Linked DNA regions of Cyprinus carpio: region 2 is linked to region 1. The links are chromatin contacts, called in public Hi-C maps. All regions are on one chromosome and are shown on one strand. Each heading gives the region's core, a stretch centred on a gene start, on an enhancer-like site or on the middle of the called end of the contact. The rest is flanking DNA. Distances are from core to core; before and after follow the strand shown. Region 1 holds the start of LOC109049766 (transcription factor 4-like). Region 2 overlaps LOC109049766 (transcription factor 4-like).

Evidence for each region. A called contact is a pair of places that touch in the nucleus more often than the background predicts.
Region 2: a Hi-C map of skeletal muscle shows a contact between it and region 1, with 3 times the contacts expected there. The contact joins the enhancer-like site here to the promoter of LOC109049766 in region 1. A contact is called at or near these places in 3 of 8 Hi-C or Micro-C datasets (liver and skeletal muscle).

The regions. Positions count from the first base shown.
Region 1 is chrA21:1,308,996-1,312,283 of ASM1834038v1, forward strand. LOC109049766 (transcription factor 4-like) reads left to right here and starts at 1,386. Exons shown (of 20, transcript XM_042778510.1): 1 at 1,386-2,049; 2 at 2,262-2,300; 3 at 2,989-3,061. The coding sequence starts at 1,927.
Region 2 is chrA21:1,413,440-1,416,587 of ASM1834038v1, forward strand. All of the region lies in intron 8 of LOC109049766 (transcription factor 4-like), which reads left to right. Among protein-coding and RNA genes, the nearest start is that of LOC109049766, 100 kb to the left of the region's middle. Within about 2 kb of position 1,667, at least 1 of the 8 cell types and tissues checked has an H3K27ac peak or open chromatin away from gene starts, as enhancers often do. A contact at or near this core is called in skeletal muscle, where this site is marked.

The DNA of each region.
Region 1 (3,288 bases), core at 136-2,635:
CGTTTCCTGACCCACCTGAACAGCATCAGTGGTTCAAAACACATTTTTGGCTGAACCTTTCATAACAAGGCAAAGGTTTAAAGGAGGCTGTAGTTGTTCTCTGTTGCTCTTCAATCCTCATCTTCATATTTTTTATTGAATAAGAAGGTTTCGGCGCAGGTGTGTGAAATAATGGACACCAGTGACACATCAGACCTCTTAAAGAGATGCTTCTGCAGGGTTTCATAAAGCCCCAGTGTGTCATCCACCAATGCAACCATATTAAACCCTTGTTATGAAAGCACAACGATGCATTTAAATCAAAGTAAACCGATCAGTTAAACTGATGATGACAGATAGATCAATACTGATTCTGATCACAGTGAAATTTATGATCAGATTTGCTTTTTGTGTTTTCTAAGCCTCCTGCTGACTGATTTTTATTTTTCTGGTCATCCACCTAATATTGGTGGAGTAAAGGAAAGAAATATTAAAGGACTTCAGCAAGGGGGGGTTGGTTTGCTTCTTTTATTTTCTTCTTCACTCAACCTGTGTGCATCATAAACTGCAGTTTTAGTTGCTGTGTATTTATCTGCAATGAGACTTTGCACATTCATCGGGGAAAACCCTCCATTCCTCTCCACTTGTGCAGAACAATCTGTTGCAGCACTACAGGTGTTTGGGAAAATGCTGCAGTGCTTTTTGTTGGCATGAAGCAAGATCAGCCAAGGCCTCCTTATTCTCTAACAACTAAAATCATGTTAAAAGACAGTTTTTACAGTTTGCATATTACCAGTTTGCATATGCATGAGGGGCTGAATTTTTACATTTAAGGGTCAAATTAATTCACATTTTTTAAATGATATTTTCTCCTGTTTATTCTCTTTAATTTTTTTTTTGTTTAAAAAAGATCAAAAGTAATTAAAAACGTTTTTCACAATAAGAATTTTTTTTTTACTCTTTATTTTCAAATTTTTGTTACCTTATTTAATTTATTGATCTATATTTTAACATCCCGAAAGATCAAAAGTGATTAAAAACGTTTTTTCTCTATTCATTTTTTCCTCATATTTTATTTTTTTCCTTAATTCTTTTTTATTTTTAATGTAAACATCCCGAAAGACCAAAAGCGATTAAAAACGGGATTTTCTTTATTCATTTTTTTCTTCTTTTTTATTTTCTTTCTTCCCTTAATTGATTTTTTCCTTAATTATTTTTTGTTTGTTTGTTTTTAATGTAAACATCCCGAAAGGTCAAAGTGATTAAAATACGTTTATTTAAAAAAAAAAAAAAAAAAAAAACAAGTGACCCAAAGTTGACTCTGATCTGCTTTCAGCTGTCATCTGTGCTTTTAGGACGCGCGCACAAATATGCAATAATTACTATATTTACTCGTATATCTCGAACTAAACCACCTTCGCGCGCTCGATCGGTCTGTGAAGCGTTTAATATAAGTTCACGGCAGTCAAAGTTAGGCTTTTTGTGAATAAACAGGGCGCTCCTGCAGTAGGTGGCTGTACGCGCACACTGATCCGGCGCGCGCTGAACGCTCCTTCACCGTCCTGTCAATAAAGCACTCCACGAGCCGAGCGGAACTCATTACGGGCAGATCTGCGCGTTTATTTAATCCACATTCCCCTCAGTTAGCGATCGCGCGTCTTGATTCGGATTGTTGAAGCCGCGCGCCGGAGGGACACTTGGAGAGACTTTGCTCGCGATCGTGCTACCGGACACCTGCGCGTCCGCTTCACCTCGTGCCACAGTGTTGCTCTGATCCACAGTTTCTTTTTCATGCAGAGTGGATTTTTTGGGTCTCGATCGTGCCGTGGGTCCGTGTGTGTATGAGTGAGTGTGTGTGTGCGCGCGTGCGTGCGCGCGTGTGTGTGTGTTTCTGAAGCTCAGACACGCTCCTCCTGATCGGGTGTTTTCTCATTGCGATCTGTTTCCATGTTTTTAGGTTTATGTGATTTTCTAAAAATGCATCATCACCATCATCATCACCATAATCATCAAAGAATGGCCGCGTTAGGGACGGATAAAGAACTCAGCGATTTGCTGGATTTCAGCGCGGTAAGTCACTTCGCGTTTCTGCACGCCGGAGGTCAATGATCACACTTTGTTTCGTTTTGTCACTGTGTTTCTGCGCGCAAATGATTCAGTAGAAGTCTTGTAAGATGACTTTTGCGCCGCGTAAATTGCATTTGAAATCTGAAAGAAAGTTGAAAAAGCTTGTGTGGATTTGATAGATGTGATGTTGCATTAGTAATTCTGTTGTCTTATAGATGCGAAACAGCGATTTGAAAATGTTCCCCACATCAATGGTAGTATATCCCACTTTATTCAGTCTTTTCTTGTGTTTTTTCCTTTTCTTTATTCCCTTTTCTTTAATAGATTCATATAAATGTTGTGTTGAACCTTTACAAATGCTTCTAATGGAATTTCTACTCATTTGGAGTCACTCCTATTCTATCCGACTGGAATTCTGAAGAATTCTAGTTTGATCCCATTAGGATCTCTTCCAGATGATGATAGGAATTCCATCAGAATTATTTTTGACAAGGAACGTGAGATTAGAGTAGATTCTAGAGGTTCATCTGACTCAGTGCAAAAAAAAAAAAAAAAAAACCTAAATGTGCATCCTGTCAGAAATGCTTTTGGGAAGTTTTCACTCAGGAAATGTGTTTTATGAAGCCACAGATCCAAAAATATTCCAGCTGTCTGTGTGCAGCGACTCCATTCAGACAGACAGAGGCTGAAGTGACAGTCAGGCTGCTTTATGAGCTCAGGACATTGATTACGTGAAATCTGGCTTCGTTCTGACATTGCAGTCGGATAATATTTGAGTTTAATGTAGGTTATATTATTAATCAAATTAACCTGCATGCATTTATGATGTAAAGCAATGCATTATGCTGTGATTAGCATGCTTTTAACCAGGACGTGTTTTATATTCTTTGATTTAGGGTGGGTTATGGAAGTTTTTAATGTGTTGTCATGATTGTTTTGTAGATGTTTTCCCCTCCTGTCAGCAGCGGGAAGAACGGACCGACGTCTCTGGGAAGCGGACATTTCTCTGGCTCAAGTATGTCGAATGCAACCCAACCTTGTGTTTTTGCCGGGTCGTTTTGTGCAACGGCCCACTGAGTAATTATAAGCTTGGTTTAAAAATGCAATGCATGTGTGTGTGTGGAGAAAACGTGACCTGCAAACTTCAGGTGTGTGTGTGTGACATGCACAGTTCACAAGCTGTGAGAATTTTGCGTTGTGATGCGAGTTTGATTGTTGTGGCAGATGTTGGCGTTCGGCTTG
Region 2 (3,148 bases), core at 417-2,916, 100 kb after region 1:
CCGGGATGACTGGGGTTTGTCCCGGAGACGGGGAGAGAGAGTGTGTGTGTGTGTGTGTGTGTGAGAGAGAGAGAGAGTGACTGTCGGTCTGACTGAGGCCTTCAGAGAGACACACACTTCTAGAGCATCTCCTGTCACTCTTTCTCTCCGTCTGTCTCTCTCTCTCTAGGGAAAGACAAGGAAATTCATATCTTTTTTTTTTTGGCATGTTTTTTAATTTCTACAACTTTCCTGAACTTTCCTGGCTGAGTAAGTGAATCGTAGAGATCAAAATAAACAAATTTTTGGTGTCCACACTATTATTTCTCCGTTCTCTTCATCTGTGAGAATGCTGACTGTCCGTAGATGCTGTTGCACCTTTTGTGATTCTATTATTTCTGGAGTTTTCATCTCCTGCCAAACGTTTTCTGTGCCAAACATTCGGTGATCGGCAGGTTGTTTTCACCTCTGAACGCGGGAACGTTAAACGATTCAATGCTCTCTCATGTCCGAACGGGTCTCGTGATTGAACTCAGGACACTCCTGGTTTTGCATTTAATCATTTAGAAGAAGCTTTTTTTAGAAAAGAAGAAAAATGCAAGCTTTTTATCATGCATAAGCAGCACTGTTCGCAGTTTCACAGTCAGTTGTGTTGGCTGTGATTGGTCTGGGTTGCTGTTTTAAGTGTTTTGTGTGCTTTCGTGTGTCTCATTGTCTTTGTGTCCAGCTGGTTTGAAGCCAAATGTGTTTTAAGACACTCTAGCATAGAAATAGGTCAGATTTTACACACACACACACACACACACACACACACACACACACACACGTTCAGCTAAATAAGGACATACCATAGAGCATTGTTTTATACTGTATAAAAGATCAGGATTTTATTTTTAAAGTATTTTATATCTTTAAGATAAATATATGTTTGTTTGTTTTTTCTTTAAGATAAGAAAGATATTTTGTCAGATTTAACTTATTTTTAGAAACAATTTAGTGGAAGACTGTAGCCAAACACACACAATGTGTCCGAAATTTGTTTTATACTGTTGTATAAAAGATCTGCATTTTATTTTTTTAATATTTTTATCTTCATGATAGATTAATGTTTTTATCTTAAAGATAAGATTGATATTTTTTCAGATTTAAATTATTTTTAGAAACAATTTAGTTGAAAACTGTAGCCATACACACACTGTGTCCGAAATATAATATATTTTTATACTGTATAAAAGATCAGCATTTTATTTTTTTTATATTTTTATCTTCATGATAGATGAATGTTTTTATCTTTAAGATAAGATATATATTTTGTCAGATTTAACTTATTTTTAGGGACAATTTTGTGCAAAACTGTACCTAAACACAAACACACTGTGTCCGAGACAAGCTTTTATTCTGTATAAAAGATCAGCATTTTATTTTTTAAATATTTTTAACTTTAAAACAAATGGCTATTTATATTTTTAAGATTAGATAGATATTTTCTCAGATTTTTTTAGGGACAATTTTGTGCAAAACTGTAGTTAAACACACACGTGTGCTGGACGGCGGCTGAATCTCGGTCTAAAATAGCAGCAGGGAAAAACGGCCGCAAGTTTGCAATGTTGAAGTAATCAGTCTTTGATCCTGGTGGTTTTATTATTTTAATAATGCGTCTGTGATCCGGCCGTCTGAAGTGCCGTTCAGTCCATATGTTCACCATTACAGACCCTTCACATGAAACACACTAAGCCTTCATCTTAATTCTAATTAACTTTATATGGGGCTCTGTGTGTGTGTGTGTGTGTGTGTGTGTGTGTGTCTGTGTGTGGTTTGGCTTTTTCTCGCGTCTGGTTTGCGATCTCGGCCTGATTGGTTTGTTTATTTTATGTCCACTTTGTCTTTCTTAGTAACACGTGTGCGGTGTAAATGAGACGCTGGTGTGTGTTTCTTGTCTTCAGATGCTTTTGTGGCTCTCACTTATGTTCCGTTTCATTGGGAGGGAAACATCTGAGCTCATCTTGACAAATCTGAGCACAGTTTGAGGCAGTGTTGAGATCTCTGTGCTGTGTTTGTCTGATTTGGTGTTTTTTATGTTGCTGTTTTTATGTTTATAGGGTTGGTTAGCAGGCGGTTGAGTTCAGTCACACACTAATAATAATAGTTTGTCTGAAGTAAAACTTCCTAAAAACAGCAAAAGCAACATGAGTACAATGACTGCGGTGTGTGTGTGTGTGTGTTTGTGTGTGTGTGTGTGTGTGTGTGTGTGTGTGTGTGTGTGTGTGTGTGTGTGTGTGTGTGTGTGTGTGTGTGTGTGTGTGAGGTCACAAGGTCACGGCGGTGACATACACATGAGAGATGCCCCCCCCACTCTGTTCAATATGTGCGTGCCTTTTTTTTGCACGGAATGAACTACTGCTGGAAAATATATCGTTTAATTATTTTGTTGCCAATATAAAATTAATTGCTAATTTGTGATCATAATTTGTGCATTAACTTTCATAAGGCTCCTGTGTTCATGGAAGTGTGTAAAAACACATATATAAAATAAAAGTAAATCTGTATATTTTGCAGTTTATATAAATTAAGATATATAAATATCAATTTATATAATTATAAAAAATTAGTTTATAGTTTAATTATAAATGTATAAATATGTATAAATGTATAAATGTTCTCTCGGTGCATATGATGAATATGGTGCCTGTCATTTATGAGCAATTTTCTAAAATGTAAAAAATAAAGGTAAATATGTAAATTTCACTGTTAATATACATTAGGATATTTTGATATTAACTTATATATTCTTAAATTATAAATAAATCAATTATAGTTTAATTATAAATATGTAAATATGTTCTTTTGGTGCATATGGAAATTAATAAATCTCAAATGTTGCATGTTTCGTTTAGTGAAACTAAAGTTTCAGCAAATTTGCGTTGCATGATTGAAATCTATTTTCATCTATTTTTTTTTTTGTGTTGCATGGTTGAAGTGTGACATAAATATGAGAGATGATTTTTCCTCCTAAAGACACAATATTTGCTGGGAAATATGTTGTATAATTCTATATTATTTTGTTGGCAGTATAAAATAAACTGTTACTTTAATACATATTCATTTATCCTAATAAATTAACTATAATATAATTTAACATCACATTAAAAAAAAAAACATGTTTTTATAG